Regions from separate parts of the Rattus norvegicus genome. Here region 2 is linked to region 1. Evidence: chromatin contacts called from public Hi-C data. All regions are on one chromosome and are shown on one strand. Each heading gives the region's core, a stretch centred on a gene start, on an enhancer-like site or on the middle of the called end of the contact. The rest is flanking DNA. Distances are from core to core; before and after follow the strand shown. Region 1 overlaps Wwp2 (WW domain containing E3 ubiquitin protein ligase 2). Region 2 overlaps Wwp2 (WW domain containing E3 ubiquitin protein ligase 2).

Region 1 (3,622 bases), core at 225-2,724:
CCTCCTGCCCCTGCGTCTGTCCCTATCCTCCCAGAACTACTTGGTCATCACAGCCATCCATCTAACAAAGCAGTTTCCTGAAGTAGAAGATTCCCCTAAAACACAGCCTTCATCTGTCCTGGCAAATCTGTCAAGCCACAGCCTATTTACATACTGGTAGAGATTTAGGAGAATGAGTAACAGGCTGGGAAAGCAGGGAAGCCAGGTATTTAGCATGAGCTGCTCTGTCAGTTACTGCAGCTGCCTCACAGGCTCCTCTGCCCCTAGGGAGGGAAAGTCCTCCTCACACCATTCATCTCCATGCAGCCTGGGCCAGTTTTCACAGATCATCCATTCCCTGTGCCCTCAGGGAACCTCAGCCATCACCCCCCCTCCCTGCTCCCCAGGCAGGACCAAAGCCATGTTTACACACACAGGACTGAGTCCGGGGCTGAGACAGGCTTGCATTGAACAAAGATCTTTATAAAGATTCAAAGCATAGCAAAAGCAGGATCCTTCCTAAATATACATAAAATTCTGCTGTTAAAACATTTTCCTTCCTAAAAACTGTTTTTTAAAATTCCAATTTCAAAGGAATAAACCATTGTGCCCCAATTAGGTTTTGGATTAATGAGTGTAAAGGTGTATATGACATGGACACAACACTGAAACATCAATATTTAAAGAAAGAAATGTGTAGAATGACTCTATTATTCCCGCCATGTAAAAGCTAGTGTATCAGGGAAGAGAACAGCTCATTTCCAACGATGGTCTTACTCCCTGTCACCAATGCAGGGCCACCATCTGAAGAGCTGTGAAGCCTGTCAGTGTGGGGTGTAGGCACCAGGCTACAGCACAGGACACCCGGTGCTTTCTCCCACATGGAAAGACTTGCAGCATTAGTTGGCATGGCGTTGGCTTCTTCTTCAGACCCTAAGTCCAGGAGCAGTGCGGTGCATTCTGCCTCCGTCGTCCATCTGAACTCTACAGTCTAGCTGAGCACTCAGAGGAAGGAGTCGTGTGAATGGCGGTGAACACAATCCCCACCCGTTCATTTCCAGGTGAGCCGAGTGAGCCTAAGAAAACACCCTGGAAAGAAAAGGTGAACCTCCTCACCGGCCAACGCCGAGAGCTTTCTTAAGCCTAAGAAAGAAATGAAGGAAAACATCTTGTTTTCTTTTGTTTGAGACAGGATCTCAATCTATAGCTCCCATTGGCCTAAAGACCAGGAACTTGACAAGGAGACCAGGCTATCCTCAAATCTATCCTCCTTCCTCTGGCTCCCACATTCAGCTTGGAAGAAACAGCTTAAGGACAGGCATTAATGCCAAAGCCACCCTATTCCTGCAAAAAAGAGGACAGGAGAAGCCACTTTGACTAGCATTCAGGTCATCCACTCCAGAGGTGGAAAAGCCCTTTGCCACATACATGTTCCCTCGGGGCTGACAGACAACACTGAGCAGCAGCCAGCAGCAGTACTGAGGCCCCCACCCAGCACAAGGATGCCAAACAGAAGGCTTTTTCTTCTTCCCTCAGTTGAGGCTCCACAAAGCAGCCTCTCAGCCAGTGACACTGAAAGCAGGTTTGTTTGAACAACGTTTGCAGGGCCCATGTTTACTTTTTAAGACTCTCGTTAAAAGGACTTTTCTTTCCAACAGCTCGTGGTTGACACCAAAGCCACGAAACAGACCCAGCCTGGACTTGAGAGGATTGGGGTGGGGGGTGGAGAGGGAGGGAGCTGCTTTTGGCTTCTTTGGGAATTCCTTGAGGTTCTGGCTTGGACACATCTGCCTGAGGTGCAGGAGGATAGAAGGCAACACACAGGGAGCTTTTCAGAGACCATTAACAGTCAGTTTAGACCCCAGAGCCTGGCATCTGGTGCCAATCAAGAGAAAGGAGACACTGATGTCAATGCAACTGGATAGGAGAGAAATGAAACAAAGGCTTCCATTTGGGGTTGAGGGTACAATCCATCTATAGTCCCAAGTGGGCATGAGCACTGACTGTCCTGCCTCTCTGCTTCATGCTTCAGGGGTATGTGTGCACATATGTGCACCTCTGTGTGAGCCTCCGTGCGTGTGCGCCTGTGTGTGTGTGTGTGTGGGGGGGTGTTCCATAGGGTAATCACAGCAAACACGGTGAACAAAACAGAAAATGCATCCTCTAAGGATCTGACACTGGGGGAAGCAGAGGCAGACTTCCCATGAAATCTCCATAGCTCAAGACCTGCCTATCTGTGGAGAGTTCCATACCAGCCAAGGGATGGATAGTGAGACTGTGTCTCAAATTAATTAATTGATTAATAAAAGCATCAACTTGTATACTCTGGTTTTATTTTTGTTTTCTCATCAATTATTTCCTTAATTCTTTATTTTTTTAGGTATATGGGTGTTTTCCTTTGTGCATGTCAGAGCACCACATGCATGCCTGGTGCCTGCGTGGGTCAGAGGAGGATGTTAGAAGCCCTAGAATGAGAGTTAAGATGGTTGCTAGCCAGCATCTGTGTATTGGGGATGGAACCCAGGATATCTGAGAAAGCAGCCCGTATTCTTAACCACTGAGCCATCCCACCAGTCCCTCATTTTCTCTCTCTTTTTTTCTTTTTTTCTTTTTTTTTTTTTTTTTCCGCTTATAAGCTAAGGTAGTCTGTGGCTGGCCTGGAACTCACTGTGTAGAGCAGTTTGATCTTGAAGCTGTGGTGCCTCCTGTGCTGGTAACAGGGGTGTAATACACCAGTAGAGTTGCATGCTTATGTACCCTGAAGGGGGCTAATTAGGAATAAACACTTTTGTGCTGTCATGAGGAGAGACCCAGACTACAAATCTTACATGCACAGAAGGAATTTAAAGCCACAAGGCCATGTGATCACACGAAAGGAAGGGTACAGCAAGGGACATGGGACTAAGTGAACTCAGAGTATCTTAGTGTCTCAAGACCAGTAAGGAGAACTAGCAAAGGTCCATGAGTCAGAGTGACCAGAGAGACAGACTGGCAAAGAGTGCTACCTACCAAGCTGAGTGACTCGGACGGAAGACCACAGAGGAATCAACGGGGAGTGTGCATTTGTGATACAAGTGAACCGAGCTGGAGAGCTAGCCTCTGGGTCTGGAGTGTGGAAGCCATAGCAACCATGGCTCAGCACTTACAGAAGAGTGATAGTGACAGGAGTCTAACCGGTGGCTCCTAAGAAGAAAAGGCAGAACTGGGGCTGCAGCTCAAGGCCTGGTGACCTCCCCAGCACAGTGCATACAAGAGAAGGAGGAAAAGAAGAGGTGTCATGGCCATACACCCCACTCATCCCAGGGATCAGGAACTGAAGGTCTGCAGGCTATACAGCAGCTTTTAAGTCAACATGAGCTACATAAGGCCCTAACAGGCACCAAAACCAAACCAAGTCACTGCTGCCTAACAGACCAGCCACGATTAAACAACTGACAGTACCCAGTCATTTAAGGCAGAGGAAACCAGACAAATGTGCACACTCACAAGTGAGCCCAGACTTGACAGCAGACCTTGGCAGCTGGCACCAAAGGACATGACCCACACCTGCCCTTGATCCAGCAGTCACATACCTAGGGGTTTATCCCCAGACAAAAAGGGATAGGAGTATAAAGATACCTTGGAAGATTCAACTACCAGAGCA
Region 2 (4,052 bases), core at 618-3,117, 55 kb before region 1:
CAGGCTGGGGATCAAGCCCAGAGCATTATGTATGTTAGACAAGCACTTTACCCCTGTGCTGCAGGCCCAGCCAGTGCCAGGACAGTTCCTACAGAAACAAGCAAGCATACAAAAGGCATGCACAGGGGAAGGCCTCATGCAGCACGACTGCAATTGTAGAGAAACGAGAGGTTGCACAAGCTTCTACTATTCATACAACAGAAAACCACATGACCCATTACGTGGATGTGACCACATTTTAGGCATTCCTATACACATGAACTGTATCAGAGAAGCGCATACAAGACTTTCAGATGTATTTAAGAACTCAGAGTTCTTTGGAGGAGATGGGGCTACATTTGTTTGTTTGTCTGTCTGTCTGTCTATTTAAGGGTCAGGCACTTGGGAAGGTCAGGGGACAACTTGGGGTTGGCTCTCCTTCCACCTTTCTGGTTCAGGGACATCAGGCTTGCTGTCGTCCTTTACCAACTAAGGCCTCCTGCCTGCCCCATCCATCATTTTATCTGCACACTTCTAACAGCTTACAAAAGTACAAGCACATACTATCACACTACCAAAGGCTGGAGATATGTCACCTTGGTGTCAGAATCTGTCACCCCAGGTGAATTGTTCAGGGTGTCCTCACTTGCGGCATAAAGACAAAAATTAGCTAACTCGCATTGCATTAATAAAAAAACAGTCTCTGGGCTGAACTCAGCAATCCCCAACTCAGCGCAGAGTTCGTGCCATCTGGTAGCTTCTGTTGATGGTCAGGAAAATGACACAAGGTACATAAAAGCATCGATGCTTAAGTCTAGAAAGGTCTTTGACCCTGCGGTTGCTATGCTGCGTCTGTACTCCCAACACCTCTCCTTCCTCCCCTGACAATCAAGGATCTTGTTTGCTTTTGCTTTGTTGTTTTGTGGGTTTTGCTTTTTAGATTTTTTTGAAACAGGGTCTTTTACTCTGTGGCCCAGGCTGGTTTCAAACTCATCTTTAAAGCACGAAGGATGCTGATGATGCCGAGATGGGTATGAGATTCCGTATTCTTGAGGAGCTCTCAAGAAAGCACAGTAAAGATGGACTAATGGTTGTATGTGACTGCATACTTTAGATATAGGAAGAGCACCTCATGGCTCAGCAGTCCACTGGGCAGCAGAGTCTTTTGGAAGGAAGATATACTCTTTGAGTTATCGAAGCATGGAATAATCTTTTGGGGGCTGAAGAACAAGTCCATATTCCACAATAACACAAGGTGTGGAAAGGGCACAGTCTCCAATATAACCCTTTAATCCCAAGTTACTAAAAATGTGGACCATGAACCAAACTGTTAGCAGTCCTGAGCCCAAAAGCAGGTTCCTTAGCTTTTAGAAACTTCTGTGTCTTTGACATTGCCTCAGCATCTAGGTATGTAAGTGATCCCTTGAACAGAAGATAAAACAAAAGTGAACATTCATTATAGTTGAAAATTTGGAAGTAAATGAGTAGCAGCCCTCCTGAATGGCATGATCTTCATTTATAGTTTGTAGAGCACTATAAAATGCTCTGAGTGAGTACTTTGGTTAAAGCCAAAATCAAGTTTGAAGTGAGATTCAGTGGAACAGGCTCGCTTGTAACTTAGCAGATGCTCCAAATTCCCCCGTCTTTTTGAGTGTTTCTACAAAGCACCAGAAAACTCTCCAAAGCTGTCTCAAGGACCTCAAAGTCCACCCCAAGAAGCTCAGGGTCTCCAGCACAGGGAATGGGGACAGGGCAGACAGCAAATATGGAAGGGCCAAAAAACGCCATTCCATTAATCCTACTCTGAGGCAGGAAACAGAGCAGCCAATGACTTGGGAGGAACAGGGATGGTGTGAAATGGAACTGAGGTAAGCCGGCAGTCCAAACACAACGTCCTCTCTTATGTAAGAAACCACAGCCGTGTGCTAGCTGCCAGGGTAAAATAATGTGCCTCTGTGTGAGCGACTTGGAGCTGAGAAACTAGGCCGGAATGGGGGTTTGTCAAAGCCATGTACACATGGGCTGTTCATGGGTATTCCGTCTCCACAGTGGGCTCTGACAGTGAGAAAAACCAGACACAGGGCCAACTGACCAAAGTGGCCACACTTTCTAGCCCTTGCATGGACCGCTACCTCACGTGTGCCCAACGCCCCTCCTTTCAATACACACTTACAACCTGGACATTCTACACCCTTCCAGTAGCTTCTTTGGGGCTAACTAAGTTAAAAGCTTTAGGGAGTAAAAAGGAGGACTTCCAGACAGGCGGAGAGAAATGGACCAAGGAATGTTGCATTTGGCCTTAGGCAGCTTAGGTTTCAGAAGCCCTCAGCCTGGAAGCACACAGATGTGTGCAACCATTCTTTCCTGCTATAAATTTCAGAAAACCAATGTGGCAATTCTTGGAATCCCCAGTGAACATTTCCATCCCTCAGCAAAGGAGATGGAAGATCTGAGAAGGTAACGTTGGTGACAGTCACCCAAGGCCCAAGCAGGCAAGGTCGCTTCTTCAGAGATACTTCTAAGAGCATCCAGCGAGCAGGAGCTTTGTAAACGAAGAGGAGCGTTCCTTTCTGTGACAGACAGACAGACACAGAAAACCCAAAGCCAGTTGACCCAGAGAATGAAGGAAAATGTTATATTCTGTCATAGATGTTCTCTCTTTAAAGCCTCAGAAACAGAAATTCATCCAGGTGAAAAGGAAGAGAGAAAATGGGGAGAGAAAGGATAACATTTAGATGTCTACGGTACAAGTGGGTCTCGGGTCACCTCCAGGCCACAGTGACAGAGTGACTTGGTCAAGCAATTACAGGTATGAGAAAAGACATGCATACATGTCCTACATATGGCTATACATACATACATACATACATACATACATACATACATGTCTACCAGGGATCACAGAGGGCTGATTCCTTCCTGAGAATTGTCATTAACCTGAAACTTAAGGATTTAAAAATCAAGATGTTGGGGTTGGGGATTTAGCTCAGTGGTAGAGCGCTTGCCTAGCAAGCGCAAGGCCCTGGGTTTGGTCCCCAGCTCCAAAAAAAAAGAAAGAAAAAAAAAATCAAGATGTTGAGGAAGTTTTGAGAGAGCCATCATGGGGGAGGACCCTCAGTTTGGAGAGAGGGTAGTTTGTGGCCCAAACTAATTTATTACAACTAGAGCTTAGAGTATGGGATGGTAGAGTGGCTTGCACAAAAGGCTGAAGGGTGGATGGAGCCCCATTTGTCAGAGATTTTCAGCTTACTTAAGAATTGAAAAATGTATCCCTAAAGACCATAGGAAGAAATGTAGCATTTTAAGTAGGAAAGTTCGTGCTTAAGAGTTTTACTTTAAAAGATTAGTGTAGGGCTGGAGAGATGGCTCAGCGGTTAAGAGCACCCGACTGCTCTTCCAGAAGTCATGAGTTCAATTCCCAGCAACCACATGGTGGCTCACAACCATCTGTAAGGAGATCCGATGCCCTCTTCTGGTGTATCTGAAGACAGCTACAGTGTACTTATATATATATAATAAATAAAATAAATCTTTAAAAGCTAGTGTTTTAAAAAAAAAAAAGATTAGTGTAAAGAAAGATGATGGTCTGGTGGTCGCCTAGGCCAATGGTAGGCCCTTTTCAGGACAGGGTCAGACAGATCAGAGGACGCTTGAGTTTCAGGTTGAGTTAAGATAAACAGCTAATGCAGTGGGCTCAAGACAGAGATATGAACGCTGGCATCAGTTCTTGAGGAAGCCAAGGGATTGGATCAGGCATCCAGAGGAAGAGCTTAGTGGAACCAGAACAGACGTCATAACACACAGCATTTCTCATTTAGCTCCACATTTGCCAAGCCCAGCCCTGGACCTGCCATCTCTTAACAGTGATGACTAATTTGTCTGATGGGAAAACGCAGGCCGGTGAGATGGCTCAGTAGGTAAAGACACTTGGCAACCTGAGTTTGATTCTCAGAACCCACATGATGAAAGAAGAGGACAAAGTCGGGCTGGAGAGATGGCTCAGCAGTTAAGAGCACTGACTGCTCTTCCAGAGGTCCTGAGTTCAATTCCCAGCAACCACATGGTGGCTCACA

The links. Hi-C and Micro-C count contacts between places; a contact is called where the count stands out from the background.
Region 2: a Hi-C map of Schwann cells shows a contact between it and region 1, with 1.6 times the contacts expected there. The contact joins two enhancer-like sites. A contact is called at or near these places in 3 of 12 Hi-C or Micro-C datasets (the A7r5 cell line, Schwann cells and kidney) and 1 of 1 datasets of contacts at active chromatin or transcription factors (oligodendrocytes).

The regions. Positions count from the first base shown.
Region 1 is chr19:52,289,708-52,293,329 of GRCr8, reverse strand. The region is part of intron 4 of Wwp2 (WW domain containing E3 ubiquitin protein ligase 2); the gene reads right to left. Among named protein-coding and RNA genes, the nearest start is that of Wwp2, 35 kb to the right of the region's middle. Within about 2 kb of position 1,474, at least 36 of the 93 cell types and tissues checked have an H3K27ac peak or open chromatin away from gene starts, as enhancers often do. A contact at or near this core is called in Schwann cells, where this site is marked.
Region 2 is chr19:52,344,631-52,348,682 of GRCr8, reverse strand. The region is part of intron 8 of Wwp2 (WW domain containing E3 ubiquitin protein ligase 2); the gene reads right to left. Among named protein-coding and RNA genes, the nearest start is that of Mir140, 29 kb to the left of the region's middle. Within about 2 kb of position 1,867, at least 10 of the 93 cell types and tissues checked have an H3K27ac peak or open chromatin away from gene starts, as enhancers often do. A contact at or near this core is called in Schwann cells, where this site is marked.